Linked DNA regions of Mus musculus: region 1 is linked to region 2. The links are chromatin contacts, called in public HiCAR-type maps. All regions are on one chromosome and are shown on one strand. Each heading gives the region's core, a stretch centred on a gene start, on an enhancer-like site or on the middle of the called end of the contact. The rest is flanking DNA. Distances are from core to core; before and after follow the strand shown. Region 1 holds the start of Cntrl (centriolin). Region 2 holds the start of Mvb12b (multivesicular body subunit 12B).

The links. HiCAR-type assays count read pairs that join an accessible place to other places.
Region 1: a HiCAR-type map of astrocytes shows a contact between it and region 2, with 2.3 times the contacts expected there. The contact joins the promoter of Cntrl here to the promoter of Mvb12b in region 2. A contact is called at or near these places in 1 of 39 promoter capture datasets (erythroid cells) and 2 of 115 datasets of contacts at active chromatin or transcription factors (astrocytes and extraembryonic endoderm stem cells).

What each region holds. Positions count from the first base shown.
Region 1 is chr2:35,107,744-35,110,798 of GRCm38.p6, reverse strand. It overlaps Cntrl (centriolin), which reads right to left and starts at 1,303. Exons shown (of 44, transcript NM_001379274.1): 1 at 1,170-1,303.
Region 2 is chr2:33,886,442-33,889,251 of GRCm38.p6, reverse strand. It overlaps Mvb12b (multivesicular body subunit 12B), which reads left to right and starts at 1,306. Exons shown (of 10, transcript NM_175184.4): 1 at 1,306-1,932. The coding sequence starts at 1,858.

The sequences.
Region 1 (3,055 bases), core at 54-2,553, 1.2 Mb before region 2:
AACTAGCTGAGTGTGGTATCAGACCATCTTCAAATAAGACAAATGCTCATCTGCAACCAACGAAGCTGTCCTTGCAGATTCTATTTCTGTCCATAAGTGCTGTCCATTCTCAGAACCCTGATTCACTGAGAGGGTCAGCCTATGAGATAGTGTGTGTTTCTACATGCAGACTTCACAGGAGCTATGGCAACTCAGGGAGGGAAGCAGGGGTGTGGAACCATCACTTAATCTTTCAGTGATCCAGGTTTCTGGAACCCACTGAATACTTCCCTAATTCTATAGGAATCATTACTTAGAAGTAATAATTTACTAATCAGGGGAAGTAACATAGGACCTCATAATAATTTAATGAGGATTTGATAAGAATAATTCTAGATGGTTTATAATTTCAGATTTTTTAAGAGAAGACTATGATGTAGGATACAAAATAATTGAATTGTCTAGTGATATAGAATGCACTGCAACCAGAGACATGGGAGCCAAATAAACCCTTTCCTCCCGGAGTTGCTTTCTGTCACAATGTCTTACCACAGCAATGGAAACCTTAACTAAGACATCTAGGAAGTGGTTAAGGGACATGCCCAGAGCCCCAGTGAGATGGCTCGGTGGGTAAGGGCATTTTCTGTGCTAATTTGACGTTCTAAGTTCTGTATCTGTAGCCCACGGAAAAGTGGAGAAAACCCGACTCCACAAAGTTGTCCTTTGCCCTCCATATGCGCATCACGATATGTGTCCCGTGTCCGTCCCCCCACCCCCATCATCCACACATGCTTCAAAAAGGAAAAAAGGAACAAGCTCAGAGTCACAGAACTGAGGTTAAACAGCAGAGCCCTCAGGACCGCCAGCCCATCTCCATCGCAGTTATCCCGCAGACGGTGACACACCCCGGCACTCTTCCCTCTCTGCGGGAACCTCATCCTTCTAAGCGCCGCACCCCAACTTTGCGACTCAGCAGCGCCCCGACCTAGGCTGTGCACGCCTCTCCTCCCCTGCCCTCCCTCCCCTGCCCACGCCGGCCCCGGCCCTCCTCCTTCCCGTCCAATCCCCTTTCCAAGCACACTCCCCCGCCCCGAATGCGTCCGGAGCCGGCACACCTCACGCTGGACCAGGGCTTTCCGGCCTTTGCCGCCCGCCACCCAGGCTCGGTCCGGACGCCGAAGTACACTCACCGCCTCAGCACGGGAAGGAACGGCCTAGCGGGAGGGGCGAGGCGGAGACGCCGGGATACTTCCCCTCAGGAGACCGACAGCACAGCAGCCATTTTGTTGTGTTGTGCCGGTTGCCGAGAGGGCCAGCTTGGTGTGGGCGGGGCTTGTTATCGCCACGCCCCCGACACGGACTAGTGGACGGGACGGGGCGGAGGCGCTTCCCGCCACCCTTGCCGCCTCTGCGCGCGCTCAATTTGGGGGTGCGAAGCTTCCGGGTATGAACCTGGCGGGCTGTGGTCAGCCCTCTGGGCGCCGAGTCTGTGAGGAGAGATTTTTTCCACTGAAGCAATGGGGGAAGGCTTACGTTCCTCTCCCTAAGGCAACAACCGGAGGAACCAGTATGGAGATGTTCACAGCATTCGATCTTGGGATGATGGAAGGCAGGCCTTGAGCTCTCCCGTGTCTCGATGCACACTATCCTTTACGCGACTATTTTGGAGGCAAATTGTCATACTTGGAAACTGATCGAGCCGGACGTGGCTGCACCTCAAGACTGCTTGGGCTCCAGTGACCATTCACTTGAGCTATATGATCCTAGGATTCACAGTCCAAGAGTGCCCCTTATGTTAGTACAAAAGAACTAAAGCAAGCATTTACAGAGACTTGAGCAGATCATGCCCCAAAGAGCAGCCTTCTACTGTATTTCCTAATTGTCTGCACCATGTGCTTGCGGAGGCCAGAAGAGGGCATCAGATCCCACATAACTGCAGGTACAGACCTTTGTGAGCTGCCATTTGGGTAGAGGAATCGAACCTGGGGCCTCTGGAAGAGCAGTTATATGCTCTTAAGCACTGAGCCATCTCTGCACCCTCTCCATCATCTTTCTTAACTACCTTGTTCTCCAGTCAGGCATTAACGTTTCCTTTCTTTACCACAAACTTCCTGGCTCATTTTTCTAACACTTTTACAAATTTCCTTTCTGCCTCAATTTCTACTCTCATGTAACATATAATCGTCCCCATTTCCAGCAGTTAACCTTAATGATTTGAAAGAACTTAGAACAGTAGCTGATAAGTCTAATTTTTATCATTAAGCAAGACTTCTTAGAAGTCAACTTTCATCTTAACTCTGAAAGAAGAGTTTAACCAAGGGCAGGTGTTTGCTTGGCAAAGAGAACAGCTTGTACAAACCCCAGGAAGGATTGGGAAAGTTGGCAATGAGCTGGACATTAAGTAATTCAGGGCGGTTTGAAGAAAACATAAGTAATGCACAAATGCAGTTCAGTATGAATTATGCAAACGTCTGGTGTGGTGACGCTAAATATGAAGGGGAACCTTTTAAGCAGCATGAAGCCTGTTTGTAGAAGCTGAGGTCGTTTGACCTAATGGGAAGTTCTGATCATTTCCAGCAGGAGGCACTATTGGATCTGGTGGGCATGGTCCTCTCTTTCTCCGCAACTTTGCAGCACAATTTTTGGCTGTTGGAAAGCAAACTCTATGCAAAGATCTATTTAACCTTGAAAGGACTTTGGACCTATTTTCAGACAAAGTTCAGATGTTAGGTATTAGTTCAGTGTACATTGGTGAGATTCTGGTCTTTGGTACTTGTCTTTCAGCCAGAGACTTGGATTAATTGCACAAACTCATGATTGTTTTCCCTAATCTGTAATGGCATTCAGATGAGTTCCATCGTCAGATTACACTGTGCCAGAGTCAATTCATCAGTCCAGTCAGTAGTCATCAAAAAGTACACACAAAATCCAGGGGTCTCTCTCGGAACACTCATTTTTCTCTGCTTTCATGTTGCCCTATTTTCCTCCTTTATAGAGATATAGTAACTAACCTTCTCTGGGTCTAGCATGGTGGAAATCTTGGTTGTACCTCCAGCCTCAGATACTTGCCATGATT
Region 2 (2,810 bases), core at 57-2,556:
GTTTATTTGGCTTACACTTCCGCATTGCTGTTCATCACCAAAGGAAGCCAGGACTGGAACTCAAACAGGTCAGGAAGCAGATGCAGAGGCCATGGAGGGATGTTCCTTGCTGGCTTGCTTCTCCTGGCTTGCTCAGCTTGCTTTCTTGTAGAACCCAGAACTACCAGCCCAGAGATGGCACCACCCACAATGGGCCCTTCCCCCTTAATCACTAATTGAGAAAATGCCCCACAGCTGGATCTCATGGAGGCATTTCCCCAACTGAAGCTCCTTTCTCTGTGATAACTCCAGCCGTGTCGAGTTGACACACAAACCAACCAGTACAGTCAGATATGGTGTTGATTCTCATCATGGGTAGTTAACGGGTAGGCTTTGGGGAGAGCGGTTTTCTTGGCCCAGATGATTCTGGGAAATGGCTGCCTAAACAAATGAACCAGGCTTTTGTTTGTCTTGTCTTACTATGGGACTTCCCAGAAGTGTCCATAGAGTCTCCCAAAGGTGGACAGATGGGTGTCACACAACACTTACTTTGTTAGACAGCAAGCATTCTTCATAAAATCACATATATTCAGGTCTCTAGGGATTGGAACTCTGCACTTGAGTTCTTGGTGGTGTTATCTCTGTTAGATCTTGATATCAGGGTTATGATAAACCTGGAAATATGTTTTTTTTTTCTTTTGCCTGTAGCAAGTTTTTGTTGGAGACAAGGTCTCTTTTCAAATCCTCTGTGGCTTTCGGGCAACTCACTATGTAGACCAGGTTGGTGTTGAACTCACAGAGATCTGCCTGCCTCTGCATCCCAAGGGCTGGAATTAAATGGAGCACCACTGTGCTGGGCTCTGTACCAGTTAAGAACACAGATTGTCTGTTTCCTTATGGTGCGTTTGGACTTGTTATAAACCCATTTGGATCAGTGGTGTTTCTGAGTGACACAAGTACCTGGATTGTATGCACACATTTGAGAATTGTCCCCACGGGATCTTTTCCTTGACAGCCTGCTTGGCACCATTTGCTTCAGGAGCTGACTATTTTGGAAAAGCACAGGATGTGTGACTATGAGTCCCGATGCCTGAGCAAATCCAAGCCGGCTACCGTGTGATCCTCTGTTTTAAATATCCCGTTTAGCACATGTCCCCTCCAGGGCCTGCAGGCCTGGCTGTGTAGGGGCAGGTGGTTCAGGGATCAAAGGCTGCTGATGCCTCCTTTTCTTACAGCCTGAGGGTCCTGCTCCATTTCTTCCTGACTTCTGTACCTTTCCCCAGGCACTGCAAGGGCAGGCATGCTACACTAGATCCCTCCTCAAGGCTTGCCCCCAGGCCTCTGTGGGTAAATCATTTGCCCAGCAAGAGGGGCAAGCTGAGACCTGCTCTGAGAGTGGGGTCAGTCTGAGGCCCGGCTGCACCGCATTAGGTTAGCCGGATTGTGGGCAGAGCAGAGGGGATCGCCCCGGGGTGCAGTCAAGCCTACAAGGGACAGGTGGGAAGGCGTCTCTGCAAAGGGCCACTCCGGGCCTGCAGGCCTGGGTGTCAGAGCGTCTTGCAGGGACCTACAGCTGGGCTGAGCGGTGGACGAGGGGGACGGCGAGGCCTAGCAGAGCCGAGCGGAGGCCGACTGGGGGCGGGGACCGAGGGCACCGGGGGCCACAGGGCGGTGCGCTCCCGGGCTCCGCCGCAGGCTGCACGCCCCTCCCGCCCCGGCCCCGGCCCGAGCCGCTGCTGCCGCCGCCGCCGTCGCTGCCGCCGCCAGGCCGCGCCCCGCCCCTCGCCGCCGCCGCTCCCGGGGAGGCTGCGCTCGAGCTGCGGCGCCGGCTGCAGCCGCCTGGGCCCCGGGCCCGGCTCCTCCCGCGCCGCCCGGGCGATGAGAAGCTGCTTCTGCGTCAGACGGAGCCGGGACCCGCCGCCGCCGCAGCCGCCGCCGCCCCAGCGGGGAACAGTTAAGTGAGGCCCGCGCGGGAAGACGGGCGGGGACGGGCGGGCACGGGAGGAGCCGGCCGGGCCCAGGCCTGCGGGCGGCTCGCCCAGCCCCGCGTGGGGACAGGCCCCGTGAGGGCGGCCTCCGCCCGGCGCGGTGCCGCAGGCTCTCGGGGGGCTCCGGCTCGGCCTTGCGGCGGGAGCGAGCTGGGGACTCGAGTCGCAGCAGCGCTCCGAGGGTGGAGCCAGGTGAGGGGCGACGATCTCCACCGGGGCACACGCTGGGGACAGTTCCCTTGACTCGCCTGGCCTGGGGTCCGGCTCTCAGCTGTCACGTGGGTGCGGATGAGCGCGCACCTGACCCTCAGACATCATTACCTGGGGGCACCCGAACTGTAGGGCACCTGTCTGCAAGGTGACCAGCCATCCAGGAAGCGTGGTGGGCATGTTGATTAGCCTCCCCTTGCAATGACTCCAGCCAGGGCAAGTGAAGCCCAAGGGACTGATTAGCACCGCACCAGGGACCACATCCTCAGAGACAGACACAGTGAATAAGGTAGAGCCAGGAGCATCTTTGTTTTCTTTGTCTTTAGCACACAGCTGTCCCTAAATTATCAGCCTGTTTCTTCTGTCCCCTGACCCCAACGACCTGTTCAGCAAGACAAGGCAGGCCCAAGGCAAATGGCCATAGCCCCTACTCCCTGCCCCCACGGGAGACCCAGAGCGCCTGGATTTCAGCCACATTGGCAGACAGCAGGCAAGGCTCCTCTTTCAGGGCCTTTGTCTCTGGTGATGCCTTGTTGGGGTAATCGCCTATGTTTCCCGACAGCTGGTTGGATCCTATCTCCCTTTAACAGGGCTGGCGAATCTTATCAGCTGCCTTGGGAAAGTTAGAAGATA